6 separate regions of the Sus scrofa genome follow, and all the other regions are linked to region 4. The links are chromatin contacts, called in public Hi-C and HiChIP or PLAC-seq maps. All regions are on one chromosome and are shown on one strand. The core of a region is the stretch at or near the end of the contact, and the rest is flanking DNA. Distances in the headings are between cores, read along the strand shown. Region 1 holds the start of MIEF1 (mitochondrial dynamics protein MID51). Region 2 holds the start of RPS19BP1 (active regulator of SIRT1). Region 3 holds the start of SGSM3 (small G protein signaling modulator 3). Region 4 holds the start of TNRC6B (trinucleotide repeat-containing gene 6B protein). Region 5 holds the start of ADSL (adenylosuccinate lyase). Region 6 overlaps MKL1 (MKL/myocardin-like protein 1).

Evidence for each region. A called contact is a pair of places that touch in the nucleus more often than the background predicts. HiChIP or PLAC-seq counts read pairs in DNA pulled down with a chosen protein or histone mark.
Region 1: a contact with region 4 is called in an H3K27ac HiChIP or PLAC-seq map of alveolar macrophages. The contact joins the promoter of MIEF1 here to the promoter of TNRC6B in region 4. A contact is called at or near these places in 1 of 47 Hi-C or Micro-C datasets (liver) and 2 of 2 datasets of contacts at active chromatin or transcription factors (alveolar macrophages and skeletal muscle).
Region 2: an H3K27ac HiChIP or PLAC-seq map of alveolar macrophages shows a contact between it and region 4. The contact joins the promoter of RPS19BP1 here to the promoter of TNRC6B in region 4. A contact is called at or near these places in 5 of 5 promoter capture datasets (fetal liver, fetal skeletal muscle, liver and 1 more), 33 of 47 Hi-C or Micro-C datasets (adipose tissue, alveolar macrophages, blood and 17 more) and 2 of 2 datasets of contacts at active chromatin or transcription factors (alveolar macrophages and skeletal muscle).
Region 3: a contact with region 4 is called in an H3K27ac HiChIP or PLAC-seq map of alveolar macrophages. The contact joins the promoter of SGSM3 here to the promoter of TNRC6B in region 4. A contact is called at or near these places in 2 of 5 promoter capture datasets (fetal liver and liver) and 1 of 2 datasets of contacts at active chromatin or transcription factors (alveolar macrophages).
Region 5: a contact with region 4 is called in a Hi-C map of embryonic fibroblasts, with 3 times the contacts expected there. The contact joins the promoter of ADSL here to the promoter of TNRC6B in region 4. A contact is called at or near these places in 3 of 5 promoter capture datasets (fetal liver, fetal skeletal muscle and liver), 12 of 47 Hi-C or Micro-C datasets (embryonic fibroblasts, fetal heart ventricle, fetal skeletal muscle and 5 more) and 2 of 2 datasets of contacts at active chromatin or transcription factors (alveolar macrophages and skeletal muscle).
Region 6: a Hi-C map of skeletal muscle shows a contact between it and region 4, with 4 times the contacts expected there. The contact joins the enhancer-like site here to the promoter of TNRC6B in region 4. A contact is called at or near these places in 2 of 47 Hi-C or Micro-C datasets (alveolar macrophages and skeletal muscle) and 2 of 2 datasets of contacts at active chromatin or transcription factors (alveolar macrophages and skeletal muscle).

What each region holds. Positions count from the first base shown.
Region 1 is chr5:8,760,695-8,763,394 of Sscrofa11.1, reverse strand. MIEF1 (mitochondrial dynamics protein MID51) reads left to right here and starts at 1,308. Exons shown (of 6, transcript XM_001929366.6): 1 at 1,308-1,499.
Region 2 is chr5:8,733,936-8,736,635 of Sscrofa11.1, reverse strand. It overlaps RPS19BP1 (active regulator of SIRT1), which reads right to left and starts at 1,273. Exons shown (of 4, transcript XM_003126008.4): 1 at 1,121-1,273; 2 at 854-982. The coding sequence starts at 1,172.
Region 3 is chr5:8,016,238-8,019,097 of Sscrofa11.1, reverse strand. SGSM3 (small G protein signaling modulator 3) reads left to right here and starts at 1,316. Exons shown (of 21, transcript XR_002344287.1): 1 at 1,316-1,434.
Region 4 is chr5:8,309,672-8,312,371 of Sscrofa11.1, reverse strand. It overlaps TNRC6B (trinucleotide repeat-containing gene 6B protein), which reads left to right and starts at 1,308. Exons shown (of 26, transcript XM_021092847.1): 1 at 1,308-1,334. The coding sequence starts at 1,323. LOC102162756 (a long non-coding RNA gene) reads right to left here and starts at 407. Exons shown (of 2, transcript XR_001305237.2): 1 at 181-407.
Region 5 is chr5:8,043,840-8,046,874 of Sscrofa11.1, reverse strand. ADSL (adenylosuccinate lyase) reads left to right here and starts at 1,395. Exons shown (of 13, transcript NM_001130733.1): 1 at 1,395-1,565. The coding sequence starts at 1,413. LOC106507467 (a long non-coding RNA gene) reads right to left here and starts at 1,332. Exons shown (of 2, transcript XR_001303476.2): 1 at 495-1,332.
Region 6 is chr5:7,955,012-7,957,711 of Sscrofa11.1, reverse strand. MKL1 (MKL/myocardin-like protein 1) reads right to left here. Exons shown (of 16, transcript XM_021092835.1): 6 at 171-226. Among named protein-coding and RNA genes, the nearest start is that of SGSM3, 61 kb to the left of the region's middle. Within about 2 kb of position 1,406, at least 43 of the 83 cell types and tissues checked have an H3K27ac peak or open chromatin away from gene starts, as enhancers often do. A contact at or near this core is called in alveolar macrophages and skeletal muscle, where this site is marked.

The DNA of each region.
Region 1 (2,700 bases), core at 59-2,558, 450 kb before region 4:
AAACAAATGGTCAGGTCGTGTTCCTCCTTAGCTCCAAATCTTCTGGTGGCTCCAGCCTCAGCATAGTCTCCCCTCCCCTGCCCCGAAAAGGACCTGCAGTCCTGCGTCTTCCCCAGTTCTTGCTCACTCACTCTACTCCCCTGGCACTGGTCCCCTCTCTTCTGCTCCTAGGACAGCTGAGCCTAAGGGCCCACCTGAGGGCCAACACCTGGAATGCTCCTCCCTCAGGTCCTACTCCAGGTTCCCTTATCAGACAGGCCTTCTGGCAACACTCCACATAAAAAGGCAACTCCTTTCCCTTCATCCTCTCATCCAGTAAGTTTCTCAAGTTTCTCCCGGTTCTTATCACCTCCTCTGACATCAGCCTCCACCAGAATCTGAGGACTTGATGTATTCTCTGCAGTGCCAGTGGCAGTGCTTGCAAAACAAGGATTTATGCAAGAATGAATGGAAGGGTGGGCAATTGTCCTGCCAGATGCCTTTTAATCCACACAAAAGCTGGGAGGGGTTAGGAAACTTGCCAGAGGGCAGGCAGCTGTCCTTAAGTGGTGGAACTGGGACTGGAACTGGAGCTGTCTGGGCTTGATTCCAAAGCCTGCCTGTTCCCCTCCCCTCCTAGACTATCCTTCCTCAGCCGGACACTGAACTAGGCTCTGGGGGGAAGGGGGTTTAGGGATTCCGTAAGGACATGGCTCCTGCCCTTAAATCTGGTGAGACAGAAACTAAAAAAACAGTGCCTAGCAAATAACAGGCGCCAATAACACGTTTTGTTAACTTAAGGAGTGAAGCCCTAGGTGGTCAGCAGACATTTCCGTGGAGCCCAAAGGAGACATTAATGTTGGATGAGAAAGGGGGCGGGAAAAGACTTCAACAGGGGACAGTTGAGGTGGTCCTTGAAAGGTAGGTCTTTGCCAGGGGAGCGGGAACGGCATGGAGGGTTGAAAAGAAGGCAATCTGAGAAAATGGAAGAGCTGTGAAAGCCACGATAGGGAATACTGTTAGTGTTAAAAGTCCCCCAGGAGCCCTCATGGTTCCAGCTCGAGATGGGCAGACAGTGCTGGGGCCTGGCCAGACCCCCCGGACAGACCACGGTGCTGGCAGCAGGGTGGGTGACTACCCCGCCCAGCTGCCTCCCCCAGCTTTCCCTGGCTCTGTTCCGCGGGACGACGACGCCTGGGACCGCCGCGTAGGCGAGGCCCTCAGCAGGCCGGACCCTCTGTGTTGTCACGTACGGAGGCGGGACTCAAGCTTGTGGGCGGAGCCGAGCTAGGGGGCGTGGCCCGACGTGGCTCTGGCCCCGCCCCGAGAGAGGCCTAGGCGGGGGAAACCGGAAGTCCTCCCGCCTCCCCCTGCCTCCAGGCTCTCTTCGATCCCTCCCCTCAGCTCCGTGCGCAAGGTCGTGTCCCGGAAGTGAAGGGGCCATGTTGGCGGGTGACCCCAGGAGAGGTACCGGGCGAGAGGCGAGACTCGAGGAGTGGTAGCGCGCGCGCGGCCCGCAGGTAAGTGAGGGGAGGAGTGAGGGCCAGGGCTGGGGGCTCGCCGCCTTTCCTCTCAGGGCCGCGGCCGGTGCTCCCTATCCGGCCCTGGCTACCGACCTGGCCGCCGGGGGTCTGGCCCTAGCCTGCCGGGCTTTCCCCCTGAGGCCTCTCGTTGGCCCCGCCCCAGCCTCCGGAGCCCTCCCGGGGGGGCCTGAGCCGGCCTGCCCCAGCCTCGGGGTCTTCCCTCTTCGGCTCGGTGCGAAGGCGGGGTCGGGGAAGAAACTGGGGACCCGCCGGGGCCCAGCCGCCCACTCGCCGCTCGACCTTGTAGTAACAGCTCTGGCGTGACAGTCGCTTCCTACTTCATAAAGCACTTTTCCTGTTGATTTCTGGACTTATCTCCTGCTGCGGGAGACCCTTAAGGGGGGCTGAGGGGTGCTCTTCTGCAGTTGAGGAAAAAGGGACGGGGATGGCTGCTAGCACTAGGCCGGAGGCTGATGGCTAGCTGGTTTGGGGCCCAAAGTCCAGACGTTTTTACCAAATGTTTCCCCCACTCCTTCTCGTTTCTGTATTTCAGAAACAAGGGTCATCATCATTTTTTTCCACAGAAGGACGTTTTGAGGGTTCCCTCTTTAGTATGTGCCAGGCCCTGTGCTGGGAAAGTTTGTAGAACACCTAGAAGTGCTGTGCACTTGGTAAGCTCCTAGCCAATGGTAGTAGCTGTCATTACAGAGGCAGGCAGAATTGGGGACACGCGTGCACCCCCTCTTTACAGCTGTGTGCCTGTGGGCAAGTTACTTCCCTCTGGGAGCATCAGTTTTCTCTACTTAAAATGGGGATACCGATGACACTGGTGGTGTGTTAGAACGGGATGAGTTGTCACGTGGGACCTGCTTAGCCCTCGCATGATATCTAGTAAACAGTAAGTGTTAAAGCTTGACGTGAACCCGGACCAGTTTGTAAGTTCCTCAACTTACATGTGATAAGGGATGACAAAGCACTTTACAAATGATAACCCCCTGCTGTTGTGTAAGGACTGACTGTGACAGTTTATGTGTAGCTCCATTGAATACAGATGAGAGTAGGTAACCCTAATAATAGCTGTCCCTGATAGACTGCTTAGTAGATGCCAAATGCTGTTCTAACCACATTCACATACATTCACTCATTTCATCCTCTTACCGGCCATGTGGAAAATACAATTTTAATCCTCCTTTTACAC
Region 2 (2,700 bases), core at 24-2,523, 420 kb before region 4:
ACCACATTGCCCAAGATGCTCTCCTAGAAACAGGGCTCCATTCCCGCTGGATCTCCTTCCCCCTCCATCCTCACAGCCAGTTCACTGAGGCCATCAAGGCTCCCTCTTCACTGCATCAGCCACCTGCACAATTCTGTTATCTCTGCACCACCACCACCACCCAGGCCACAGCACCTCCTAGTTGAATGACGTAGGTGAGAGCAGGGCTCTGGAAACACACTGCCTGGTTTCTACCTGTACCATCTGGGCAGGTGCCTGTTTCTGCACCTGTACAATGGGGTAATAACAGCACCGACGGCACAGGGTTGCTGTGAGAGATGAAATCAGTGAATATTTGTACGAGACTTAGAAAAGCACCGGGCGCAAGGAGTTTTAATTTTTATTAAATGCTCCGTCTCTGACCCTCGTTCACTGTACGTTGCCTTTAACCAGGTTTCTTTTAAATTTTCAAAGGCAACGAATTTCTTTCGGACTTTGTAGATGCCATTCTCCTGGATTACTCCTCCCCTAGCTCACTCTTATACTTCAGGTCTGGGCTTAAATGTTGCTTCCTTAGAAAAGCCTGATTTGGCCCTGAAGTCCTTCTCAAAGCACGAAAGTCTTACTGCACAGACTTCATCACCGCAACTATATGCTGATTTTGAAACTCTATGATGCTTCTCTCCCCGTTTGAGGGCTGAGACGGTGATGTGTTCACCTCCGCGTTCCTAGGGCCCCGTCCTGCGCCCGTCGCACAGGTGTTCTAGAAATGTCTGGGGAACCTTTCAAGCCCTGACTCAAGTGCCCCCTCCTCCAGGGCACAGGCCCCTATCCCAGGAGCAGCACGTCCCGTCCCGTCCACTCCCAAACTCACCCAGCGCCGACTTGGGAACCTTTCCCTTGGCCGAGTTCCGCAGTTTCTGGGCCTGGGTCGCCTTTGCCTTCCGGGTCCGTTTCTTTGGAGCCTGGCTAGGCTTAGTCTGGCCTGGCGCGGCCTCGGGGGCTGTAACGGGCACAGAGAAAGGCACGGACCCGGGTCGGAGGGCGCTCAGGGCTCCCATCCCACCGAGGCTAAGCCCGGCCTGGATCGTTCCGCACCCCGCAAGCTCCATCCCCAGTCCCTCCCACCTTCCCTCCTCACCTTCGGGAACCCCCAAAAGCTCCAAGCCCCGCCGCAGCAAGGCCGCCGACATAATTGCACTTAGCCCCGCCCACACGCCTCAAGTACTTCCGCCCTGGACACCCCTGTTTTCTCGGCGGAAACCAGAGCGAGAACAGAAGGTTCCGCAGAGGAAGTGCGTTAGGACGCATGCGTTATACTTACCACTGGGCGGGAAGGGGGCGGGATATGGAGGTGGGGCCAACACACGAAGGACACATTTGTCGTCCAATCCCAATCCAACCAACCCTTTGCGAGCCAGGCCACACCTTCTCCAGGAAGCCGTCTACCCCTAGCCCAGCCCAGCAGAGTTTGGTAGGTTAAGCCTCTCGGTTCTGGCTGCTCCGTCAAGGGCGAGGCCGGGGGCAGGGCGGAGTGGTAATATTCTCAATTTTTATGAAAAAGGAGAATGCATTTTTTGAAGTATTTTTAAATGCAATTCAACCAGAGCAACGTATCGCACAGATAGAGTTCGCCTTAACGGCTGTCTTCTTTAAACCGGACATTAAAGGCATTTTCAAGAATGCAAAACATATAAGTGTTTTCCCACTATTTTGTTGTTTTGTAAAATACAGTTGATTTCATTAAAATATGTCACTTAGGGAATTTCCGTTGTGGCTCAGCGGTAATGAACCCGGATAGTATCCATGAGGACGCGGGTTTGATCCCTGGCTTCGCTCAGTGGATTAAGGATCCAGCATTGCCAGTGAAATGCGGTGTAGGCTGAAGACGCCACCTGGATCTGGCATTGCTGTGGCTGTGGTGTAGGCGGGCGACTACAGCTTTGATTGACCCCTAGCCTGGGAATTTCCATCTGCCCCGCGTGCGGCCCTAAAGAGACCCCCCCCCCAAAAAAAAACCCCAAAACAAAACAAAACAAAATTCTCTTATATTAATAAGTAGGCTTGTCATATTAAACCAATTAATAAATATTTTATAAATTCTCTGTTTTAGTTTCTTACATGGTAACTGTCGTTATGTATTTACACATAAAATAGCTCTTTGGGATTCTGAATTTTTCTAAGCATAAAGAAGTTCTTATACCAAATAATTTGAGAACGTCTGGCTTAGAAGTTCTTGCTGTGTGGAGGAATCCTGTCTGGTTCCCTGCTCCATCTGCAGATCCTGGCCTAGTACCTGGCATGCAGAAGACAATAAATGAGTGAGGAATGAGGACGAACCACTGAATTCATTGTACAAACATGTTCTGAGGGCCTCTTGCATACCTGACACTGTCGAGTGTAGGTCACAGAGATGACTCAGTTGGTCCTTTTTTTTTTTTAGGGCTGAGCCTGTGGCACATGGAGGTTCCCAGGCTAGAGGTCAAATCGGAGCTGTAGCTGCCAGTCTATGCCACAGCCACAGCAATGCCAGATCTGAGCCGTGTCTGTGACCCACAACACAGCTCATGGCAACGTCGGATCCTTAACCCACTGAGGGAGGCCAGGGAATGAACCTGTGTCCTCATGGATGCTAGTCAGAGTTGTTTCCACTGAATCACCCCGGGAATTCCCATGTATTTTTTATTGACTCTTTCCCCACCCACTATAAGCTCTACAAAG
Region 3 (2,860 bases), core at 67-2,566, 290 kb after region 4:
ATCTGGCACTACAGAGACACCGCCGATCCCACTGCACCACAGTGGGAACTCCTAAAATTCTAATGATAAAATTCACCCTGTTGGAGTTCCCGTCATGGCTCAGTGGTTAACAAATATGACTAGGAACCATGAGGTTGCAGGTTTGATCCCTGGCCTCGCTCAGTGGGTTAAGGATCCAGCGTTGTGGTGAGCTGTGGTGTAGGTCGCAGATGTGGCTCAGTTCCCGCATTGCTGTGGCTCTGACATAGGCCGTTGGCTACAGCTCTGATTCGACCCCTAGCCTGGGAACCTCCATATGCTGTGGGTGCAGCCCTAGAAAAGACAAAAAAGGAAAAAAAAATCACCCTGCTTTTGCCACAGAGTTATGAATAACATGAAAGTGTTTTGTAAAGTGAGCATAATACAATGAGGTCAAGGTTAAGAATGCCTTGTGTTTTGTAGGCTTTACCTATGGTTCCCATTAATTCACTGCATCATAACCACGTTGGAACACATTAGGAACATGAGCTTAGGTTATAAGCAGCTCCAAAACTAAATGTAGTGTGTCTTTTCAGAGTAGTGTGAAAGTTCTAGAAGAATATTCCGGTAATCCTAGTGTAGTTTTCGGTGATCTTTCAAAACTTTTTAAAACTAGAGCCTGATGTCGACTGGGATCTGAATATAAAATGGTGATGGGTCCCACCACCTTCGCAGGATGTTCATTCTTACTGTAACATTTTCTCACAGCATCTACTTCTCGCAACAAGCCTAAATTCACATTCTCATTTTAAGGGCGAGCTAGATGTTCGCTGGTTTGATTGATTGAATTGCAGGCCTCTGACTACACCCACTCACTGCATTATGCCCGAAGAGTGAATTTCTTCGGTATGACCTCAACCAATTTGTCCTAATTTGTGGCTCCTTCCAAAGCTTGTGAGTTGTCTAAGAGCGGATCAGGCTGGTCTAGGACTAGTTTGTACACCGGTAAAGAAGGCACTTAAATATTTAGCAAATTAATGTCAAGTAAACCCATCCTTCCTGGAGCCCTGCTGTGTCTTTTCCCCACCATGACCACTGGTCCACCCCATATTCCCCAACTCCTCGGGGTGCAGTGCAGACGAGAGGCCAAGTGGGCATCACTCGGCCGAAACTGGGCTTCGAAAGTCGCCTGTTACTCCCTGCCCCTCACTCACTGGTGGACCCGGGCTCAGCTTCGGAAAGAAGCTGGTGTGCTGGGTTCAGAGGCGCGCAAACCCCCGCCGCCTCCGGCCCGCGGACCCGAAAGACCACAGCCCCCGGCATGCCCCGCGGCTGCTCCGCTCCGCCCGGCCCCGCGCGCGTGCGCGATGGGGCCACCGAGCGCTGACAGGGGCGGAGCTGCGAACCCAAGCAGGGTTGGCACCTTCGTGGCGGCGACGCGCGGCGGCGCGGCAGCTGGACATCCCCCGCGGGCAGGTGAGTGCGGAGCGAGAGGTTGGCCGAGACGCGCTGGGTTTGCGGGCCCGGCGCCCACACGTGCCCCTCCGGTGGGGACGCAGCGGGCTGCGGACAGACCGGCTGACCCACGGACTGGCGGACGCCTGACGCGCCGAGGGGCCCGAGGAGCAGGGAGGCACCGCCGCCGGCCGACAGGGCCTTGCTCGTGCTGCGCAGGGGGTGGGGGTCCGGGCCAGCGGCGGCCAGGCGCGGGCTCCCGAGGTCCCCTGTGGGGGACAGGCGGCGGGGCGCAGGCGGCGCTCGGACCCGGTGCCCCCTCATCCCGCTCGGGCGGGGGTGGCCTCCGAGGGCGAGACCCTCAGCTGGCCGGGCGGGAGGTGGGGACCCCCGGCTCCCGAGCATAAGTGTCCCGGGGGCTCGAGCCCCCATATGTCCCGCTCCCGCAGCTGGGAGCAGTTTAGAGACACCGCATCTGAAGCCGGGGACCCTTTTGTTTTGTTTTTTGTTTTTTTAAAGGACATCTGCCTAATACTAACAGCAGCAAAGTCTTCCTCAGGTTTGACTAACTTTACGTTGGAGATTCGGGTCTGGGGTCGAAACACAGGCTCAGCTTCAGGCCAGACTCGGAACACGCTGTAGAACATTGAGGAAATTGAGGCCAGTGTGCTTATGATTGGAATTTTGAACGTTACTCTCATACATAGTTTAATGATCTAAGATGTTTTGCATTTTGAGGCGGGTCGGGGGGAGATGATTTAAAGTTTCTTTTCAGGGATGAGTGGCTGTATCGCATCGAGTTTTCCAGTCTTGGGCTGCATTTTTGATCTGTGGTGGTTGACTGGCTGTTTTGTGTTTGCTTTTTGGTGAGACATTTAGGGGTGTCTAGAATATTCTTTACCTTTCTTTAATTATACTTTCTTGGTAAATTCAAGTTCCTAATGAGACTCTGTTTCACAAAAACTGAGTTTTCAACCTCATGTTTATTTGTAGCTTTTGTGATTGTGATTAGGTTTGTGGATACACATGTATTTCCTTCTAATTTTCCTCATCTCTTTTCCTTATCTTCCAGTTCTCTCTGAACTCTAAACAACAGAGTTATAGCTTGTTTTACATGTTTGTTTCTGTTCTCCATAATTAGTTGGTAATTGATTCTAATAAAAGCTGACATCTTTCCTGTCTTTTGATAATAATCCCAGTTGCCTGTAGCCTTATCATCATTAACTGTTACACTAGCCAGGGTTGAGCCCTCTTCTCTATCCCATTTTAAGGATGGAGGTGTGTGATCTGGGAGAAAGGGCTGGGTGTGAGCTGTTTCTCTTGACCTCATATAGGTAACAGGTGAACACAGCCCATGAGCATTCACTTTAAAAGGCTGGGAACGAAAATTGTTTAAATACTACTCTTGTGAATTTGGCAACTTGTTGGGTTGTCAGAAAAGTTGGTG
Region 4 (2,700 bases), core at 59-2,558:
GGGTACAATTCTAGGCTAAGGTAAAGGCACTAAAAGCGAAAAGAGCTAAGGCAATGGAGTCAAACAGACCTGGGACCAAATGCCGGTCTACTACTTCCCACCTAGGTGACCTTGGGCAAATATCCCAGCCGCTCTGGAGCCCTGGTTTCCTATCGGTAAAATTTAGAATATAAAACTCACGGGTTTAACCAATAGTCCCTGTAAAGATCTCTGCATAGTTGGCACAAAGTAGGCACGCAATAAATAGCAGTCGTTATTACAGTCAACTACAGGCCAAACGACCAGAGTCATCTAAACTCCCTAGCAAACAACCGTAGCAAAACGAATCCAGATCTGACCGACGCGCCTTTTAGCCCAATAAGGTACCAGGAAAGAACTCGGTGGAGACAAACCAATGGCACTAGCTCTTGTTGTTGGACGGGCTCTCTTGCCGTCCCACCAATAGTTTGAGGATTTGACCAGGGAGTGACATTCCAACAGTCCAATGACGTACAACCAGCCCACACTCAGCACTTCGGAGGGGATAAATCAAGGAGCCGGGACGTATAGATTCCGTTATTAGGCAGTAGTGGATAGAGAGAGGACCTTAGGGGAAACAGCGCGAGGCCGAGGCACTAATGAGCAAATAAAAGAAAAAAGGCGATGGTTGCGCCAAGTGAGCTCGGCCGCCATCATGCTCTAGTTTCCCCTTCGCCTCTCCCAGTCCGCAACGGAGGAAGCGGCCTCTGGGATGCTGAGGGGGTGTGTCCCCTAATGATTGGCGCAGGCAGCGTAGCCAATCCTAGCTCGTCAAACGGAACGCACTTAACCAATGAGGGGCGACGGCAGCGGCGAGGAATTGGAGGGGCGGAACAGCAGCTTGACGGGCATAGAAGGCAGCCAGTGACGGCCGGCAGCATCCTTCCTGCGGCCAATGGAATGGGGCTCTGGGCGGGCCCCCGAGTGTTTGTGTTGTGGTTTTGGGGGAGGGAGGCGGAGGGGAAAGTTTGTTTATTTTGTTTTTAGTTTCTGGGGTCCCCGTGTTTCTCGGAGGTGAAGCGGGAGGGAGTGACTCCCCCCCGAGCCCCTCAGTCTCCCTACTACGTCGCCTCCATAGCCTGCGGAGAAGCGGGGACCGCGCGCCTCGCAGCGCATCGCCTCACAGCGGAACGCCGCGCACTCGGAGCGGGCACGGCTCGGCGGTGAGTGAGGACCGACGGCCACTGCTGTCCTTCCCCTCCCCCGCTCACCGCCCAGTCAGAGTCGGGCGGCCGGGTGGGTGAGGACGCCCGCGGGAGCGCGCCGCGCGGGGCCGGCCTGTCAAGCTGAGGCGCAGCGTGTGCATGTCCTCGCGAGTGAGCGCGCGCGGCGGGGAGAGGGCCGGGAGGGGCGTGAGCGCGCGCGCGGGGCAGGCGGGGGCGGCGGCGTTGGGCGCGCGCTCCGTGGGGCGGGCGTCTGGTGGGTTTGACCCCAGGGCGGGGAGGGACGCGGTCGACGTCCGCGCGCGGGGAAGGGGCGCTGGGAATGGAAGGGCCGGGCGGGCGCGCACGCGCGGCTCTGGGCGTCACGCGCCGGCAGGTGTGAGCTGGGGGAGGGCTTCCGGGTGGGCTGGTCGATCGAGTTCGCTTCTCGTCGCCGGGGGACCTCGGGGCGGGGAGGGGTCCCGGTAGTGGCAAAGAGCCGAGGCCCGCGGAGGCGCGTCGGGGCCCCTGCCAGGCAGTGGCAGAGGGAGGCGGCAGGCCTCAGCCTCTCGGTCCCCACCTGTGTGCAAGACCTGCGTGACGGAGCGAATGCGTTCCCCTGCTCATCCCGGACCGGGGGATCCCGCCCCCATCCCTCACCCCAGAGCCCTGAGTGTGGCCACCTTCCAGAGGCGATTCACTCTCCACGGGGAAAGGAGGGGACTGGCAGAGGACGTTCAGCCCGAGGTGTTTTCTGCTGTCCCCTGGTCCTGCGCCCTGTGGCTTCAAACTAGCCGGTTTCCACAGTGGGCTTAAATACACTGTAGAGGCTGAAGACAGCCAGTAGCCTCTAGTCGGGCACTTTAAGGACCAACCTATCCTCATATCTTTGAGCACAGAATACTATCTGGGTCTTTTCAGGCTCCTTGCTTTCTCATGTATCTTTGTATCTTTTGGCTGTTTTATTACTTTTTAGCATCTGCGCTAGAGATTGAGTGAGAGATAAGGTGAATTTCAAGTTGCTCCTTTGTATTGCAGTATAAGCAGCATCATACAACAGAATTGGCCAGAGATGTTTCTCCATAGTAAGTGAATAAAATGTCATTAATTTTGCCCCCCCCCAGCAGTTAAGCAAACAAATGTTTTGATACCTCATATCTTGTATTTTGTGAAAGTTTAACAATAGAAGCTATTTACTTCTTACTTGCAGGGAATTTCAGTAGAATGATAGTTTCCTATTGATTTGGAGAAGCATCTTGGCTTTGAAACTTTGTTTATTCTTTTGGTGATGTTATGTAAATGTCTGTTAAAAAGCAGAACTTACAGCACCTTGGCACCTCTACAGTGTGCAGTATCCTTGTAGGTAGGTAGTGGAGATGTGAATGTAGTAGGTTGCTACGCTAAGGCTAGAATCCGGAGTACAAATCAGACCGGCTTGTTTCACGTGGGATGCAGTGATGATGATAATGATGGCTTTATAGTTTCTTAGTTCTTAACTGGTTTTTTGTTCGTTTTTTGGCCGTGCCTGTGCCGGAGGGAT
Region 5 (3,035 bases), core at 146-2,645, 270 kb after region 4:
GAGAATTCAAAATGAGACACTCAGAAACAGGTAATTTCTAAGGAGCATAGGACCTGCTACTATAGCACAAAGGAAAGGGTACCTTTGGATCTGTGAAGAACCAGGAGCCTGGAGCTTATCCCGTCACCTAATTCCTTGCTTTTGCCCTTCTATGGGAGAAGAAAAGACGCTCAGCCTGCCTGCCCATGCCTTCCTTTTGCCATCTGCAACATGGGGATCATAAAAATGGCTAGCATTTACTTAGTGCTCTGCTTTGGAGAGGAGTGTATGTATCATTTCATTAAAAAAATAACTGAGCAACTCAGGATCCTCACATGGATTAAACAAGATCACTTGCGGAGCTGCCGCTGTAGCACGCTGGATTAAGGTACAGCGTTGCGGCAGTGCCGCTGGGATTCCATCTCTGGCCTGGGAACTTCCGCATGCCTGGCAGGTGTGGCAAACAAACAAAAGAACAAGATCACTTGTGTAAAGCACTCAGGACAGTGACATACCTAGTGAGATCTCCATAAACCTTAGCGGGGTTTTATCATTGCCCAACCAGAAAGAAGAGTAGGACTGTCAGGGAACATTTTCTGGACTGGACCTTGAGGAAGAGGTAGTGACAGAGGTGTTCCAGGACGGAGGAGGCGGGGTTGGGATGCCCTCACCAAGCGTTAGGTGGGACCCCACACGATGTGTGCTGGGACCTTTGCAGCACGATGGCTTGGAGTGCAGGATCTGAAGTCGGGAGGCTTCACTTAGTTGGGTGGCCCTCAGCAAGTCATCAACGTCTGAGGCTCAGTTTCAGCGCTTACTGAAATCCGCTTTTACCGCTGTTTCGTCCAAGGGGCTCACTTGGAACTCAATAAATGCCGATTTCTTTCGGGCATCTTCATTCCTCAGAACTGCGCGCGGCGCCTGGCAAACGCGGGGGAAGGGTAGGCGGCAATAATAAACAATAGCAAACACACAGAGGGCTTTCTAAGTGTCCCAGACATAGATACCGATACCCAATCCTCTCAGCAATCTTTTTTTTTCCCCCCTGTCTTTTTAGGGCCGCGTCTGCGGCATATGGAAGTTCCCGGGTAGGGGTCGAATCTGAGCTGCCAGACAAGACCACAGCCACAGCAACACTCAGCAATTTAAAGGCGAGTCTTTTCAGATGGAAAAGCTGAGACGCAGAACTGCGAAATAACTTATGAAGCGCTAATCACTGTTCCTTGTAAACGAAGAAAAAAATCCTTAACCCTCAGCCGCGGGCTCAGCGGCTCGCGGAAACCCTCCACAACCTTGAGGGCTGCGGCCACCCGGAGCCCCGGGACCTGGACCAAGTGGAGGAAGCCCCGCCCCCCAAGCAGGGAAGTCCCGCCTCTGACTTCCGCTTCCGCTGTGGCTGGTCCTGTCCCTTCTAGCAGGGTCGTGTGTTCGGGATGGCGGCGGGAGGTGACCATGGCGGGCACGACAGCTACCGCTCGCCGCTTGCCTCCCGCTATGCCAGCCCGGAGATGTGCTTCGTGTTTAGCGACAGGTACAAATTCCGGACCTGGCGGCAACTCTGGCTGTGGCTGGCGGAGGCTGAGCAGGTAACGCGCCCGGTGCTGAGAGGCGGGCCCGCCCCTGCGCGTGCCGGGCTCTGCGCCCGGTGTGGGCTGAGCAGCCTGAGACAGCTGCCCCGCTGTTTTCCGCCGGGTGTTCTCTTTCCAGAGGAGCTGCGGCCCCGGGAAGGCCAGGGCGAAAGGCCCTCGCGCCGCACCTGTACGTGTTTATAATCGTCAAGGGTTGGAGACGCACAGGGGGCGGCGAGAAGTTCAGTTTTCTGTTTCAGGGAGTAAATCGTGGCCATTCCCGCGGGAGTACACTCCTGAGCGCTTGTTACGGGCCCCTGTGCTCATTTGTGTACACGTCTTTTCCCTGTTAACGAATAAAGACTTTGCAAACTAGGTGGTGTTTTCCCACATATAGGAGAGAAGACCAAGCCTCTATGATAATCCAGCTCATAATTTGCTCCTTAACAGCAATAGAGAAACCCAAATGTGATCCTGTGTTCCGTGCGAAACCTGAGCGCTTGGCCACTTCGTCTTCCACAATGCCTCAGTGTGGACGGAGACCAGGATCAGCTACAGAATCCATGTTTCCTAGGCCACCATTAACGCTTCACTCGCTGCCCTTTGCCCCTGGGGAGGAAAAATCGGAGGAGGGGTTATTAGACGAGATTTAATATTTGGTTTCTCTTAAAAGTGCTGCTCAGTAGACTTACTCAGCCCAACAGTTTCAAAAATAGCTCCAGACGGGCCTGCCCAAAGGAGCTGAAGGAATGAGAAGGTGATCCAAGAGCTATAAGGTTTCAGAGGAAAATGCTAGGACGAGCAAGATGGCAGTACCCTACCAGACAACAGTTAGTAAACCAGAAGCAATCTGAGTATATGCCTGAGACCGAGGTACTTGGTCTCCCAACAGGAAACTTTCTTCCTAGGTTTTCCCCACTTCCTGTCACTGTGCTCAAAAAAATAAAGTAGTACCTAATACTAGCAGACATTGCTACAGCATCTCCTGTGTGTGCTCCATAGTTTGAAAACCTTAACTGTTAATAGTTTCCCAATCCTCAGAACAACTGTTTATAAGAAGTACTGTTATTCCAGTTTCACTGATGATAGAATGGAGTTACAGAGAGATTTCATAAAACTCTAGGCTCAGATAAACAATAAGAGCTACAGATGAGGATGTGAACAGCGTATACTCTAGCTTCTGTTTTCTGTTCTATCCCTGTGGATGAGGGTGGTAGCACTCCACGTTTCAAGTTGGCATTGAAATATAGTCTGGGAGTTCCCGTCGTGGCACAGTGGTTAACGAATCCGACTAGGAACCATGAGGTTGCGGGTTCGGTCCCTGCCCTTGCTCAGTGGGTTAACGATCCGGCGTTGCCGTGAGCTGTGGTGTAGGTTGCAGACGAGGCTCGGATCCCGAGTTGCTGTGGCTCTGGCGTAGGCCGGTGGCTACAGCTCCGATTAGACCCCTAGCCTGGGAACCTCCATATGCCGCAGAAGCGGCCCAAA
Region 6 (2,700 bases), core at 157-2,656, 350 kb after region 4:
GGGGGACACGGGGAGGAGGGGGGATGAAGCGGAAAAGGCAGCACCTTATATTTACAACTGTGAGACCTGGGCTGACCCTGGAGACATGCCCGACTGGAAGGAAGAGGACCCGCAACGTAATAGGCTCTGAAAATGCTCCTGGGAATCCTTGGGGAGGGAAGGTGCCTTACCCTGGCCCGCTCCAAGCTCCTTCTCTGCTCATGAAATGCAGCTGGACTTTTCAAAGCTGTTGGGAAAAGAATCATAAAAGATTACTTTATAGTGAAGCATGATGTCTACTTCCAATTTACAGTGGAGAAGGCGTCTTAAATTCAAGTTGATTTTAGCAGGACTCAGCACCAGCTGAAGTGAGGAAGAAAACGGCACCTGAGCAAGCACACAGCTCGGTGCTTCAGCTCCCCCTCGAAACAGTTCGGTTACTTTGTTCCCAGTGGAGAGTCCCTGCCTAAGCCTGGGCTCCAGAAAGAGCACCCATGGAATAGAACTGTAACAGAATCCTCCATGAGCAGGCAACCCTCCAAGAAGGCCTGCCGGGCCTCCCTTTACTCTCAGGAAGATGGGGACACGGAGCAGGGCTGCAAGCGGCGTCCACCTGCTCTCCCTCTTCAATCTCATCAGGAATCGCAAAGCAACCAAACGGTCTGAATGGGGCAATTAAACCAAAAAGACACACGTCTGCTTGGGTGCCATTTCCTTCTTCAGCTCAGCTGATATTAATAGTGCTGCTAAAATTAACCTGAATTTCACCTTGAAGGACTAAAAGAACTTCACAGGGACTCTATGGTTAACCCTGGTGCACACACCCAGTGCTGACCAGAAGGGCTCCCTGCAGCCCCCGCCCAAGACTCAGCTCTGTTCTGGGGCCGCAGTTCTCGACTCAGTAAACAGCACCGAGGTGGAGAGATCAAAGCAGAACCCTCTAAGGATGCAGCATCACGAAGAGAGCTTGTGTTAAAACTCAGCAGGACACCCTGAGGATGAGAGGGTAAGGGCCTGATTCACTTCAAGCAGGGAACAGCAGTAAGGAGGAATTTATAAGATCATGGTCAGTTTCACTTCTGCTGCTTGAGAATTTCAGAGCAGCTGTGAAACTGTGGGGAGATAATTTTGCGGGGCTGCCGGCTGTGGTAGGAGTGCAGGGTAAGGAGACGCTATAAGTAGCATTGAGCACAGATAGGGCCCTATCCTGCCGGGGCCTCTGTGCTTCCTCCCCCAGCCCGCCCCGAGGGCTGGGCCTTACCAGGAGCAGTCTCACAAGAAAGCTCCAAATGTCCTGCAGTACTTTTTTTTTTAAACGTTTCGGGGTTTTTAGAACTTAGGGTAAAAAAACAATCATTTTAAAAGATCAGTTGAGAGCACCCCACCTTCTAACAGCAGGGGGAGCTCTAGATCTAAGAAATAATCTAAGGAAAACCAGCACCAGCTCCCTCCCCAGCCTACCAGAGCATTCCAAAGCACTACCCAGGCCAACCCAGCTCTAATCTGAAGGTCCTGGCCTCTCAGTGGGTAAGCAGACAGCCCCTGCACCTGCTTCTACTGAGTAGAGCTGGTTCAACTCCAAAATCGGTCTCCAAAAGCCCTGATATGCAGGGTGTGATGAACCAGCAGGGAATGAACAGGCAGCTTTGCTCTCAGAGAGTGGGAATGAGACTAAGAATCAGAGCCAACTCAGTGTCTGCCCCACCCCCACCCCCAGCCGCCCTTCTGCCTTATTTTTCTGCATAGCTCATACCATCTCACACTCTCTACGGTCATACTACAGATCTTTCTTATTTGGTTACATCTGAATAAGCTTGCTCCATCAGGGCACGGCCGGGTTTTGTCTACTTCTTTCCTTTCTGACAGACCCCCAAAGCCGAAAGTACCCAGCACGTAATTCATTCAATGAATTAATGAATATTCTATAAGGGACACAAAATGTACACTACTGACAGGAAAACTAGAGGATTCTGTGAGCTCTAAACGTCCATTTGAACTGCCAGAATTAGGCTCTCATCTGGGTCCAAAACGTCACAGAGGTCCCAGAGGGAGCATCAAGACCCCTGGGTTCTCGTCCTGGGCTCTGCCAGTCACCGCTGGCGTGACTCAGGGTAGGACCACTTTCTGGGTCTCATGTTCTTCTTCTGCAGAGTGAGCATTTGCTCCCTCCTGGGACTCTTCTGAGAATGAAAGCGCTCTGAAGCCGGCGGTGCTCACCAATGCATTTACTGCTGCTGTCATCAGACGCGGCAACGCGGTTGGGCCCTGGGCTAGATTCCCACACAGGCCGGCTGGTTTAGGCACCACAGCCACAGATTAGCTGACTAAAACACCAGCCAGCTTGCGGCCTCAACAACCTGCACTGGCTGTCCCAAGGAGGAAGGCACAGACCCAGTGTCTAGAAAAACAACTCCCGAAGCACAGAATTTCCTGATGGAAGGGGAGTGCATCATCCTCCTGTACGACAGGGGTGCCGCACCACGAATGGGACAAGTGACAGGTGGACTAGCTGTCGAGGATGTGACTTCCTCCTTGGCTGCACCGAGTTAAGGAACTTTTCATGTAATAGCGAGGAAGTCTGCTTCTATGGACGACACCATTCTTGATACTTTAAACGTGCTGTCTACTTGAATATTCCTAGTGATGCTGTGTGGCGGGTTATACCCCACTTTACAGATGGGGACAGGTTCAGAAAGGGTAGGAAAGGCAGCAAGTGGCAGA